Regions from separate parts of the Mus musculus genome. Here all the other regions are linked to region 1. Evidence: chromatin contacts called from public Hi-C and HiChIP or PLAC-seq data. All regions are on one chromosome and are shown on one strand. The core of a region is the stretch at or near the end of the contact, and the rest is flanking DNA. Distances in the headings are between cores, read along the strand shown.

Region 1 (4,469 bases), core at 838-3,337:
TTCTGAAGGTTCTGAGTTCAAATCTCAACAACCACATGGTGGCTCACAACCATCTGTAATGAGATCGGATGCCCTCTTCTTGTTGTTGTTGAAGACAACAACAGGGTGTGTCTGAAGACAACTACAGTGTACTTACATATAATAAATAAATAAACCTGAAGGAAAGAAAGAAAGAAAGAAAGAAAGAAAGAAAGAAAGAAAGAAAGAAAGAAAGGAAGGAAGGAAGAAAGAAAGGAAGAAAGGAGGGAGGGAGGGAGGGAGGGAGGGAGGAAGGAAGGAAGGAAGGAAGGAAGGAAGGAAGGAAGGAAGGAAGGAAGGAAGGAAGGAAAATGTCTTTGTATCTTGATTTTCTTGTCTCTACACTGGGAGTGTCAGTTGATAGCACCAGCTCCAAGGGGCTCTCTTGTAGAATGAGTTGATGTATACAAATTGCTTTATAAAGCATGTCCTTGCACGCTGAAGTTTTTATGCTTGTTATAGAAGAATGGATTCAAGCACTTGGAGTTTTTTAAGGAGGCCTGTGTGCCTACCTGAAAGTCGAGCAAATGCCTCCAAAGACAGGCCTTGACACTCTCCAGTGATAGGGTAGTTGGTTTTTTCTCTGAATAAATGTTTGAAGTTTTCAAACCCTTCAATTTTAAATAAGTTTTTTTTAAGTACTGAAATGAAAGATTTGGGCCAGAACACCAAAACAAGACTTAAACCTTCGAATCAAGTGAAAACTTGCCTTAACCTCAATTTGCTGCATGATTCTTAGAAATGGGAAAATTGTTCTGTGAACAGCAGCGGGGTGCAGCTGAGGGAGGACGCAGTCCCCTCCCAGAGGCAGTGCACAGCCCAAGGGAAGGGCTCACAGGTTGTCCACAGAAGTTTCATGTTCTCATTGGGTCCATAGAAAGTGCCACAGCTGCCACAGATGTGGGGTCATCTCTGCATCAGCCAAGACAACTAACCTGGCTTATAAGGAGTGAGTAAGGAACTGGGAGTGTAGCTCAGTGGTAGGACACTTGACTAGTGCGTGTAAGACCCTGTGTTCTCAGAACCACAAATGTAAACCAAAATATAATATAAAATGCATTTAGTGAGTAGAATGGAGACTATGGGCTAGTGACAGTTTAGGTAGGTCTTCAGGCATGCAACAAGTATTTATTGAGCACCAACTGTATACATAATACTAGGCTGGACTGGTAGAGACAGGTAGGATAGATATATGATTCTAGTCAGAAGAATAAACAGACTTACAAGGGTTGCGATCCAGTGTGAGATGGGTCCCAAGTGCTTCTGAGAACCCACCCTAAGTAGAGACGGCTGTGTGAGGATCCTTCCCCTATAGGAAATGGAGGATGGGAGAGGTAGGAATTGACAACCAATAGATAGGTGCAGAGGCTGAAGAGAGAGCAAACTGCCAGAGAGCACTGAAAGGCGTATCCTACAACAGATTGTAGAGGCAGAAGAGACGGGGCCAGAGGTGAAGGCTGGCCCAGGGTCTTATGGGTAAGGAGGTTAGATCTGTCTTCAGGAAGGTAAGAGGCCATCGGGAATTCTCATCAGGTGCCAGACACAAGACACACATTATACATACATTATACCAGGATCACACTGGCTATAGTTGTAGTGGGGTCGTGAGACCAAAATCTAGCAGATGTTTGACCAATCATTATCCGAGTGACCTAATCCGTGGCCCGATAGCACAGAGCGAATGCCAACAACTGGGGCACTGGAGAGCAGATGGGCAGTGGGGTGGCAGACCTGGCATTGTGTATACTGTGGTGGGAACAGAAGGTCCTCCTTACCTCTCAGCTCTTACCTAAGGCGGCTGCGTGTTAAACACGGGCTCTCACTCCCCAAGAGAGGGGAGCGTGAGCCGGCCTTAGGCGCAGAGAGACTCATTTCAGATGATTTAACTTTCAAAATACCCAGGGACTTTCAAGTGGAAGACGCCAACACTCCAACTGAAGATACAGTGGGAAACATCAACACCGAAGCGGTTATGCCATCCAGGCTGCAGGGGAGGCTGCTGAGAGAGCTGTGGAAGGAGAGGTCTTTCCTCGGTGCAGAGCTCTGGAGTGAAGGCTGGAGAGGAGACGGACAGGAAGACTGCCGGCATCATCTGGCCGCTGTACCTAGGGGATGAAGTCTAAGGGAAGCCTCAGTACAGCAGCTTCCATTAACTGAATACTGGTGAGGGTAACAAAAAGACCTCTGCGGCTAAAACCAACCAGTTCTCGTTTCCTTCGCCTCAGATCGTTGATAAACGAATTTGGACCCTCTTTGCATGTAGATGCTTTGAATGGCGATAAACCTCAGGAGGGCAAGATTTGGTTAAATTATCACAAACTATAAGCCTCTGTAAAAATGTGTAAGTACGAGGCTCAGTAGGGGAGGGAAAGTGACAATGTCCCGTGAGGCTTGGAGAGGCGCTGCAAGGGAGATTTTTCCACACAAGGGAACCTCATTTGAGACTGTGAATTTGATCTGGATTTCCGTTCAATATGCCATGCAATACTGGAAATTTTATATTAAGTTGTTTATATATTCATTGAAATAATAGCATGAATATTTTAACTATATATGAATAGAATAACGACCGTGACTCCTGGACGGACTAGAATTTCCAGCACTTTTCATATTTAGAAATGCATAGCGCCATCTAATGGTCACAAGTCATAAAAAGAAAGAGGAAGAAAAAATAAAACTGATACAAGTAAAATCTAACACATTTCAAAGTTGTTCAGTTAACTGTTTTTGTAAATAATAATTTTATCTCTTCCAAACTCACTGCCAAACTGGGCGGCAGATTACCTCCACCCAGAGTGTCTCTGTGGAGCATTTTAGGTTGAAGTATTTCCAAACAAGGATTTCCAAACATTTGTACATTTTTTTAAATCAAAAAAATCATTCTAAATACCTTGGATAAAACAGAATGTTCATTTCATTTTTAAAGGTATAATTAAGTTAAAGAGTTCAATAGAAGCCTTATCTTGTTTTTTTGTTTTTTTGTTTTTTTTTTTTTTTTTGTAAGATTAAAATGTGGCCCGTCTTCTATACAGACGGTAATTATTGCTGCCATGGTCCTTGCAGCCCCTTGAGACGTGGGGAGGGAGGGGTGACTGCGCGATTTAATGAAGCTTATCTCTGCTGACTCTGAGGCGGCAGCCTGCGACTTGGCCCTTCCACAGCTCAATCCTGGGGTCAAAAGAGATTTTCCATTGCTCAAACAGGCCACTTAACCTGGGACACAAGTGAGAGGAGCCACAGCAACCTCGAGAAAAGGTGGGAAAGCTGCACAGTCTGCCCAGGCCGGCCCTGAGGGGCAGCTTGCCTTGCTTCCCCAAGAACGGAACTCTAAACTTTGCCACCCAGCTCGGTGGCTTGCTCAGAACTTTCATCTAATCCTTCTAACACAGCTTGAATCAGACTCTAAACGAATTGAGAGCCCCAAATGAGAACTGATTTTAAAGTATATTGTTCTAGGAGGGCTACAAAAAAAAAGAGTAAAGGGGGTAAGATCTGACCATGATACATTATACACATGTATGAAATTTTCCAGAGTAATAAAAATTACTAATTTTAAAATTTAAATAATTTCTTAAAAAATTAAGTATACCATTTGACTCTCCTTCACAATATAGGTATATTGGACAACAAAAACCTCTACGATATGATGCTGATGTTTTTACTTCTTGTTTATCCCTGACTGTATTTGGAGAGTGCAGGTCACTTGTTGCCTAGCAGATTGCTTGTACACAATTGAAGATACATCTTGAATTAACGTCTAGGACTACCAGACTCGTGGGAGAGTTTCCATGATGGGAAGAAAACAAACAAACAAAAAATTAAATCAATAATAAAAAGAAATAAAGGAGGGGTGGATGGGCGAGAAGGAGAAGGAACAGCAAAGAATTTGAGTTGGAAGGTAAGTTATTTATTGAGGATTTTGTCATTTGCCCATTGAGTGTTAGAAATGATTTTCAAAAATTGGCAGTAATAGTGACAGCCACATTAAGCCATTGCTTTTTTTTCTTCTCTAGGGGCTAGAATGTGTTTTACATGGAAGTGGGCAGCAGTACAGGGGGGGCTGGGGTGGGAGACAGGGGGATAGGGTTAAGAACTGTGGCTGCATGCTGTGGAGACCCCATGCTCACCACTGGGGCTTTCCTGGACTCAGCATATCTTGTACGTGCCCTGGCTCGCCAGCAAGAACAACACTGCAACAGGATCCTTCTGCACACGTTTATTGGGAGAGCTTGATTGCAGAGGCGAAGAGACCCCCCCCCCCCAGCCCAGAACTGGTGCTGCTTATATAGGCCTAGGAGAGGCGTGTCTCACACCCGGATTGGTTATCCACTATACCTCATTTGCATGTTCCTCATCTGATTGGTTACTCTCTCTCAGTACCTTACAGAACCTCATTATCATACATCATTTGCATGTCTCACATCTGATTAGTTATACTTGCAGAACCTCAT
Region 2 (4,469 bases), core at 774-3,273, 92 kb before region 1:
TGCCAGTGTCTTCTCCCACTAAATGGTGAGCTTTGGGGACAATAACCTAGAAATTATAAAAAGTTTTTCTCTTTTCCGTTTGAGGACTCGTTTATACACTTTAAAGCTACTGGTGCTCTGAGAGTTTTGGGTTGTATAGATTTTACTAATATGGTCACATTGGGGATTGAAACGTCAAAGTGTAAGCATTTCTTCCTTGACTCAAGACTGTAAGGAAGAAGCCATTCCATAGTAACATGGCATTTCAAAAGGCAACTATGTACTGCAAAATGAAACAATCGTTAAACGATCACATTGTTTTATAATTTAAAAATTTAAATGATGACTGACTTGAAAGCAGCAGCTTCCTTCTTCCCTCTCTTCCTGTACTTTATCCACGACAGCGTTTTTTCTAGTTAAAGAGTAAGCGAAATCCAGCCTCACACAGAGAGGAGTTTAAAGGGGAAGCACTTTAACAGCCCTCCCACCAACTACGGCTATTCTTCTTTGATCCATCAAAACTCAACAAATGCTCCAATGTGGGAGATAAAGCCCTGGATACTTTTACACTGGTCAGTCTAACAATTTCAGCATGATTATGGTATTGGAATATCTTGTATTGGTCATTTTGAAAAATATGTGTTTACTGAGTCCTGTAACTCTTCCAAAAGTTGATATATTTCATTACACAATTTCAAAAATTCATGATTTTGAATTACTATAAACAACACATTCACACACAGAAAAAAAGGCAGAGATAAATTTTTTTCTGAAAGCCTAATTGTGGTGTAAAGGTTTTGTTTTGATGGCGGGCACCAAACATCTGCAATAGTCTCTTTGAAGTAACTGACTCAATCCACTCTTCTTTTTATTTTTTTTTAGGAAAATATCTCACAAATTGCCAAGTTCCATTACTACAGTTTGCCTGTCACTCTTCCAAGGTAGAAAAGCTGTTCCAGGCACAAAATGGCATGTTCATTAGGCCCCCAAGGGAGTGCTGATCTTCATGTCAAAGGAGGAGCCCATAAGAAACCTTGCAAAAAAAGTATCACAAGATGGGAGACTCTGCAGAAGGTGGCCCTATGCCACCACCAAAGTCAGTTCTCCTCGGGGTGGAGTAGAGAAAGAACACTAAGGAATGCTGTACTGGGGTGTTGATGTGCTCACTGAAGCTCATATGTGGAAAATGTAACCCTTGATGCAAGTGTTGGCATGGGGAGCTCAATAATAAGGTAACAGGAGCTCTGTCTTTCAATCAACTGTCATTATCAAGGCTGTTAAGTAAGTCTCCCACCTCCTTGTATGATAACACTACCCTATTACAAAGCAGCAAGATGGCCCATTAGATGGAACCCCTCAACCTAGGCTTCCCTGTTCCGGACAGATAGATATTCTGAAAAGATCTTGGACTTGCTCTGACTGGAGTTCAGCTCTGTCATTTATCTTACATTGGGTCAGAGGAAATCACTGTCCCCAGACTGCCTCACCTTTTGCACACTGAGAACCACACTGGCCACACAAGTTTGTTGGAAGCAAATGGGCTAATGTTCAGGATGGCAGGGACTCCATGATTAAGAGGCCATCCTGACAGCAGAAGGAATGAGGCAGAGCTGTGTTCTAATGTGAGTGTGGCACTTCCCGGTCCCCAGAAGATGCTCCACAAATACGCTAGATGCCATGGAGAAGAGATGCAAGTATCATCTCTTCCTTCCCTAGTTCCTCTACCCTGTCTTCACTTGCCAGTCATTTCCAATGCCAATCACAAGGATTGCTCAGGCTTGGAAGAATTCTAAAGTATTCACTCATTCCCAAGACTAATGCAATAAACAAGATGAATAAATTTTAAAGCTGATTAAAAAAAAACAAACCTAAGCCAAGACATTCTCACAGGGCTTCAAAGGTGACAAAGAAACATCATAAATCAACTGCCAGCAGAGGTGACTGCTTTTCTTTTTAAAATGGCAGGTGCGAGAAGCATTAGCCAGAGTGTGAAACTGTGGGCTGCAGTTTTGCAACAGCCTCGTCTCGTCTGCTTCTCCGTCCATGTGGCCGTGGCCGCAGGGTCTGAGCCGAGCTTCACAATCATGCAGCCGTGGTCTGAGACAGGAAGCATGAGGGGAACACTGAGGCAAACGTGCAGAAAGAAACAGGTCAAACCCTTACCGTGCACTCTAACTCGCTGCCTGCTGCAGAGGTTAATAACACCCAGGGTCTTCTCTGCATTGCCCCGGAGACACACGACTCAAGATAAAACCACCACCCACCACCCGTTTCCCTAAGCAAGCTTCAAACTCACAGCTAACGAGTGTGTGTGTGTGTGTGTGTGTGTGTGTGTGTGTATACACTCGTAGAGTTTAGAGGTTAGTGTTGAGTGTCTTCCTTTATTGCTTTCTTTTTTGAGTTAGAGTCTCACCAAACCTAGAGCTCACCAATTCAGTGAGACTATACGTATGCAGTGAACACCCGTGTTCTTGTTTCTACCTCTTCCTGATGATTGGTGTGTGCATCACCACACCTGGCTTTGTGGGTTGGAGCCTGGGATCTGAACTCAGGGCTTCATCGTGACCTATGAGCACTTTATCAACAGAGCCAACTCCCCAGTCTCCATGAATTGACTACTGAATTTACATAATAATTATATGTTGGACATGGGTTTCTTAGGCTGCCTTGTCTGATTTTGCATGTTCTTGGTGTTGTCTTTAATAAGAAAGCTAAAAGAAAAATGAAATGAAAAAAAAGAAAGTATTTATCTTTTAAACAAAAAGCCAGAATCTGAGTTGCTTTTATGACACCAAGATCATGCTGTAACTCTGAATACATGTACTATTCTTGCTTTAAAAATTGAAGCTAGGGAATGGTATTTTGGGGGAGGCTATTTTATTCTTAATTCTCGATTTTATGTATTCTAAGGAGGTATATTAAAATTTTAAATGTCTAAAGGACTCAAGAAAGATTTTTTAATATGCCCACGTAAGTTGTGAGTCAAAAGCTGCAGGTAGGACAGAGTGAGGAAGATAATTCCTTTCTGTCAGGAAGCTCTCATACATCATGAGTGATGGGTGGATCAGCTCCTAACACTTACATAACATTCTGTGGTTGTGAAGTTCCTTGTTAAGAGAGTTTTCTGAGCTAATCAAGTCAATAAGAAGAAATAATAATAATAATAGTTCTTTGTAAAGACAGAATGTCTCCAGAAGACAACACACACACACACACACACACACAAACACACACAGAAACACACATACACATGCACACACACACTCACACTCACACACACACACACACACACACTCACACAAAAATCAATCATTCGGCCAACCAATTCATGGTTAACCCTATCCATAAAGCACAGATGTTATATCATTTTGTTGGTAAATAGATGCTCACTTTATCTTAAACAGCCACAATCACACCTAAATAATGTTACAATTCCATATAATCACCACCTATAAGAATGATCTATACCTTATACCTGGTTAAAATGTCTATTTTCTTGGCTCTTCTTTTCCTTCAAATCGGTCAAAGGATTCAAACCTCTCTTCCTATAAAACGTCTCCCCTATGGATTTTGCTGATGGCATTACCTGGTGGCATTTGAGATATTCTCCCATCCTCTGATCCCCATGGTTGGCTCTGGAAGCCTGGCTAGATGCAGACAAGCCTCCCTCCTCACTGGGCTTCCATTAGGTGACATGCCGAGTGAAATGTTCATGCTATGGGCCAAACACCTGAGCTTGAGGAACCGTGAGTCAGACAAATCCACATTCTCTCCAAATCGTGTGACATCACTCTGTATTTTCCAATAACATTATAATATAGCAACATCTGCTTGACTTGTTCTCAAGTGAAAGGATATCATACTTTATTTCTGTTGGTTCCCTTCCAAATCAAGTGAGTATGCTTTTAATTTGATACCTTTCTGACCCTTCAACTTTTTTTTTCCTTGTCTCTGAGTGAGACTCAGCCCAACACAGTGATAACAACTAAAGTAGCCACAATGCCAGTGTCTAAGTCTATTAAGATCCAGGTCTGTTTCACCGCTGTCATAAATCCCAACTGGATTAGACCATGGACCCCAGGAATACTTGGTCAAAGAGGAGCAGAATGACATAAAACAGTCTTTTCAAAATAACCATGGGCCAGCCATGTCCCTGCCTCAGCACTTGGGAGTTCTGCTCCTGACCTTTCTCAATCATAAGCTGTTTCTGTCCCAGGCCTGGGCTAGTGACTTTCCACAAAGCAATGGTTTCTAGAGCTTTTCTGAATCTATCTTAATGAAGATATCACTTTTACACCTCAATGCAAACACTGCTTTATAAAGTCTTTTATGCTGCGTTCTTTGTTCAATCTTCACTATCAAACATTCTCACGCCAGCCTGGAGTATGTTAGATGCTCTTTGGGAAGCTCCCTAACATACAGTAAGCATTCCAATATTGGTATTTCAGTAATGAGTATGTTAGTAAGACAAGTGCTCAGTAGGTAAATCT
Region 3 (4,469 bases), core at 1,258-3,757, 67 kb before region 1:
GCAGATGAAGGGTAATGAGAGCCAGGAAGAAGAGTCTCATCCAGACAAGGGGCAAAGGCTAGAAGGATCCATGAGGCACCACACTAGAGTTAGAGACATCAGTATGAACTCACATAGAACACAAATCAATTGCAGATAGACACACACAGAAATTCTTAATACATGAGCACATATACAAGAGTTAGAAGACATCAACTTCTTTAGTCTGTTAGTTGAGAAAACTTACAAGCAGGATCGCCCAATAACAAGAGGGCACTTAGCATCTGAAACTTGACTTCTTCCTTCCTTCCTTCCTTCCTTCCTTCCTTCCTTCCTTCCTTCCTTCCTTCCTCCTTCCTTCCTTCCTTCTTCCTTCCTTCCTTCCTTCCTTCCTTCCTTCCTTCCTCCCTCTCTTTCTCTCTCTCTCTCTCTTTCTTTCTTTCTTTCTTCCTTTTTTTCTTTCTTTCTTTCTTTCTTTCTTTCTTTCTTCCTCTTTCTTTCTTTCTTCCTTTCTTTCATTCTCTCTTCCTTCCTTCCTCTCTCTCTCTCTCTCTCTCTCTCTCTCTCTCTCTCTCTCTGGTTGGTTGGTTTGTTTTGAGACAGGGCTTCTCTGTGTAGCCCCAGCTGTCCTAGAACTAACTCTGTAGACTAGGCTGGTCTCGAACTCACAGAGCTCTACCTGCTTCTGCCTCCCGAGTGCTTGAATTAAAGGTGTGTGCCACCACTACCTGTGGACCTAACTTGGCTTTGAACACCATTCTCCAATAAAACAAAAAACAAAAAAACTAAGGTTCCTTGAAGAAATAGATGATTAAGATGGATCAAAAATATCAATGTCAACTTGAACCTGATAACCTGACTTCATCACCAGCACCTACACAAAGATGGAAGCAGAGAAAATAAACAAGTGCTTAAAAAAACAAACTACACTCCCACAGTGAGGACAGGCATGTCACTGAGAGTCAAGGAAGCTGACTGGGAAAGCTCCCCAGGTCAACACTGGCAACGTGTAAAACTAAAAGTCTATAATGGTACAAATGGCTGAATAGGGGCTTGAGAGATGGCCTGCCAAGCATGAAGACTGGAGTTCAGATCCCTAGCACCCACAAAAATGCCTGGTGGGCATGAAGCACACCTGTAACCCCAGCATTCAAGAGCCAGAGACAAGGGGATCCCCTGGAACCAGCTAGCTCAGTAGAACTATATGAACTGGTGAACTCAGGCCTTAAGGAGAGATCTGCCTCAATATACAAGGTGGATGGAGGAAGACATGGTACACCGGTCTCTAGGTTCCACATGCATGTGTATCCACATGCACACTCATGCTTGTACTCACAGGTGACAGCACACTCACACATGCACATACACATATATGCACACAAATACACACACACAAATGCTGACTGAATAAATAAGGGCACAAGATTAGAATTCTAAATAACTTATTTCTGAACACCCCCTCAAGGAAGTGAAACATAGTTTCCACAGCCTAAGTGTGGGCTGAGCATAGCGGCTTCCTTTCGAAGACTACAATATAGATGGGAGGGGTTAACTATAAGAAATGTCTGACAAACCTCAGCCAGGGGAGCAAGACTCCCATCAGTGACGACCTGTGTTCATTCACCATGTGTGTGTATGTATGTATATACAGGGCAATACATTAACTAGCACACACTAATGCCATCAGATCTGTCACTCAGCACCTTCAGTCTTCCTTCCCAAACTCTAGATCCAAGAGAAACACCAGACAAACCAAATCAAGTCACTGTACAAAACGCCTGGCTAGTATTTCCTAAGTTGGGAAGCACACCCAAACCAAGGAAAGTCTGAGAAACTGTAGTAACTCTCAGTTACTAGGGGGATTCTGACCCAGAAATAAGACATTAAAGTAAAATATAAGAAGGCAGAGAAACCATGGAATTTAATTAGCACAAGTGCCATTAATGGTTCATTGACTGTGAGGCACGCCACACAGGACACTAGTCCTCGAGGAAAGAGTTGGAGGGTATGGAACTCTGTGTGACCTCTGTAATTCCACATCTCTTTTAAAATGTGCATTTATGCAAGAGATGTGACTTTTAAAGGAAAACTGGCCTCGAGGAGTTCTAAACCCAAGTAAATCTCAGAGGGATGTAATCTCATACTCTCAGTCTCTTATCAATTACTACAGATGTTCCTTCAGTCTGGCTCCATCACCAGGTGGGTGAAAAGAAAGCCAGAGACAGCCATGCAAAGGGAAACCGGACCTTCCCAGACTGCAGGGCACACAGCTCCTGCTCCTGCCCAACTTCCCACAGCTGGCCAGGTGTCAGCACCCCAGGCTGAGCAAAGGTGCAAAGGTCACGGGAACTGCTAGCTACTTCACAGTCCTGAGGAGGGACGGCCTCAGGGAGAACCCAACACATTTTTCAAAATAACTTCCTTCTCAGAATTGTTCTCAGACAAGACTGGCGAAGTCCCCTCCCTAAGCTGAAAGCAGAAGAAAGGGCAAGACACAGAGGAGGGGGAGGAGGCAATGTGAAGGAGGAGGATGGGAGAGGGGTGGCCAAGGGACATGGGGAGTCAAAAGCACAGCTACAAACCGCCAAGGGATATCTAACATCGGGAGTAACGTTTTGCAGCTAAGGCTGAGTAATATGAATAACACCACCATGCACATGACACTATTTGATTTCTGCAAACTCGGTGGAAAACTCTAAACAAGAAAGTTTCCAACACAGCCTGGGCCTTTTATTCTTGTCCCCAACACTTAGGGATTAAGGACTGCCAAACTTTGCCCAAACCAGCGCCCCTCCTCCAGATTCTCCCAGGAGCGATTAAGGATGAGGACTCCCTCCACCCCTCACCCCACTCCCCATCCCACCCCCACATCAAGCCTCAGAAACCAGCATCCCAGTTGACAAACTCCTCAGCTGACTCCCATGCCTACGGAGTCTGGCAACCACTGTGGGTAGTTTCTTCTTCATGTTATCACCACCCTGCCCCTCTCTCCACCAACAGCCAAAGATGGTTCCTTGTATATATAGGACTGTCTGTTCAGGGAAATATTCAGGTCAAATATCTCCACTCAGAAAGGCTGAGGACCAAAAGTATTTTAAATGCCAGGAGAGGTTTTTAGATATTGGAATATTTAATATACTTAATATACTTAATGAGATGTTTTAGGTCTGGGACCCAAGTCTAAACATACATGTTCCAGGCATACCTTGAAACAGAGCCTGGGATAATTTTGTACAAAATTTTGAGCACACCTGTATTTCAACTACAGCCCATCACATGAAACCAGGTAGAATCTTTTCAACTTGTGGAATCATGTTAGCATTCGAAACACTTCAAATCTTAGACAATTTTTAATTGGGGAGGGAGGAGAGAGAAAAATATATATAGAAAAATATATAATGCTATATATGGAGAAATAGGTTTTTCTGCTATGATCTCTGTGACTTTTTAAAATAAGTTCTAGTCACAATTTTTTCTTCTCCATTCTTTCGCTAACTGCTTGCTATTAATAAACCAACACTTCAGAGGAAACCGCTGCCCGTAGTTAATCCAGCAATACAAAACATTCAAGAGTTTAGTGTTAAGGTAAAACCCAAATGCTCTGGGAAAGGATGCTGTCAGAAGTAATATTTCCTAATAACCACTAAATTCCACAAAATAGACTCAACATCCAGGAGTATATGTGATAAAATTACAATAAACATGTGGAAATCAGAATGGGGGTAATGAAACAGGAGAACGAGTTAAAACACGAACAGTGTAAGCTGTGTTAAACCTGAGCCACAGATGTGAATTCTGAGTTCTGAAGCAAAGGGAGGGGGGAAACCGGAGTTAGCAACACAATTAACGCCAATCATGCCGACACCACGCCCATTTCTCAGAAGAAATAATTCTAAGGCCCTTCAGTCAAGGAAGGTGTTTCTAGTGCCGTGGTTCTCAGTGTACGCTTTCAGGGCCAACAGCATCATGGTTGGCACCTCCTGCAACAGAGTCAGAGCTCGAGGTGAGACCCACCCACCTGTGTAACAGACCCTGCAGCTGACAGTCATGCCTTGCTGTGTCTCCACACACCTTACACCGAGGGTGGTTACACCCCTGTTCAGAAACATCCCAACATGCCACACCAGGGGTTTTCCCCAGGGCATGATGAAGGCAAAGCTGATCTGCACAGCCTGGAAACGTGGGGCCCGGCAGACCTGGCAGGCTGTGTGATCCACGTCTCCCAAGGTCACGTATCAGATTCAGTTCAGAACGTCTTCAGGATAATGGATAAACGTGTCCATGAATGGACATCTGCTCAACACTACCACCTGGGCAGTAAGTACCCATCAGCAAATACAGAGTGTCATTCTCAAAGGCTGCAAAACTGTTTCCATGAGTTTGTTGTAGTTGAAGGAAAACTACCAGTTATAATCAAACATCTTCCTGTCTTAAATTAAAAAAAAAAAAGATAAAATCTGCACAAAGCCTTCCACAGAAGCTCTGCGGTT

Evidence for each region. Hi-C and Micro-C count contacts between places; a contact is called where the count stands out from the background. HiChIP or PLAC-seq counts read pairs in DNA pulled down with a chosen protein or histone mark.
Region 2: an H3K4me3 HiChIP or PLAC-seq map of bone marrow-derived macrophages shows a contact between it and region 1, with 5 times the contacts expected there. The contact joins two enhancer-like sites. A contact is called at or near these places in 1 of 15 datasets of contacts at CTCF or cohesin (CD8 T cells), 3 of 484 Hi-C or Micro-C datasets (CD8 T cells and bone marrow-derived macrophages), 2 of 115 datasets of contacts at active chromatin or transcription factors (bone marrow-derived macrophages and double positive thymocytes) and 3 of 9 other capture datasets (adipose tissue, liver and pancreatic islet).
Region 3: a Hi-C map of bone marrow-derived macrophages shows a contact between it and region 1, with 49 read pairs. The contact joins two enhancer-like sites. A contact is called at or near these places in 1 of 15 datasets of contacts at CTCF or cohesin (CD8 T cells), 18 of 484 Hi-C or Micro-C datasets (the BV-2 cell line, CD4 T cells, CD8 T cells and 10 more), 6 of 115 datasets of contacts at active chromatin or transcription factors (CD8 T cells, the SCID.adh cell line, Th17 cells and 2 more) and 3 of 9 other capture datasets (adipose tissue, liver and pancreatic islet).

Annotation. Positions count from the first base shown.
Region 1 is chr12:73,563,054-73,567,522 of GRCm38.p6, reverse strand. No RefSeq gene overlaps it. Among named protein-coding and RNA genes, the nearest start is that of 2210039B01Rik, 17 kb to the right of the region's middle. Within about 2 kb of position 2,087, at least 46 of the 459 cell types and tissues checked have an H3K27ac peak or open chromatin away from gene starts, as enhancers often do. A contact at or near this core is called in CD8 T cells, the SCID.adh cell line, Th1 cells and 6 more, where this site is marked.
Region 2 is chr12:73,654,580-73,659,048 of GRCm38.p6, reverse strand. All of the region lies in intron 2 of Prkch (protein kinase C, eta), which reads right to left. Among named protein-coding and RNA genes, the nearest start is that of Prkch, 72 kb to the right of the region's middle. Within about 2 kb of position 2,023, at least 40 of the 459 cell types and tissues checked have an H3K27ac peak or open chromatin away from gene starts, as enhancers often do. A contact at or near this core is called in CD8 T cells, bone marrow-derived macrophages and double positive thymocytes, where this site is marked.
Region 3 is chr12:73,630,894-73,635,362 of GRCm38.p6, reverse strand. The region is part of intron 1 of Prkch (protein kinase C, eta); the gene reads right to left. Among named protein-coding and RNA genes, the nearest start is that of Prkch, 48 kb to the right of the region's middle. Within about 2 kb of position 2,507, at least 47 of the 459 cell types and tissues checked have an H3K27ac peak or open chromatin away from gene starts, as enhancers often do. A contact at or near this core is called in CD8 T cells, the SCID.adh cell line, Th1 cells and 5 more, where this site is marked.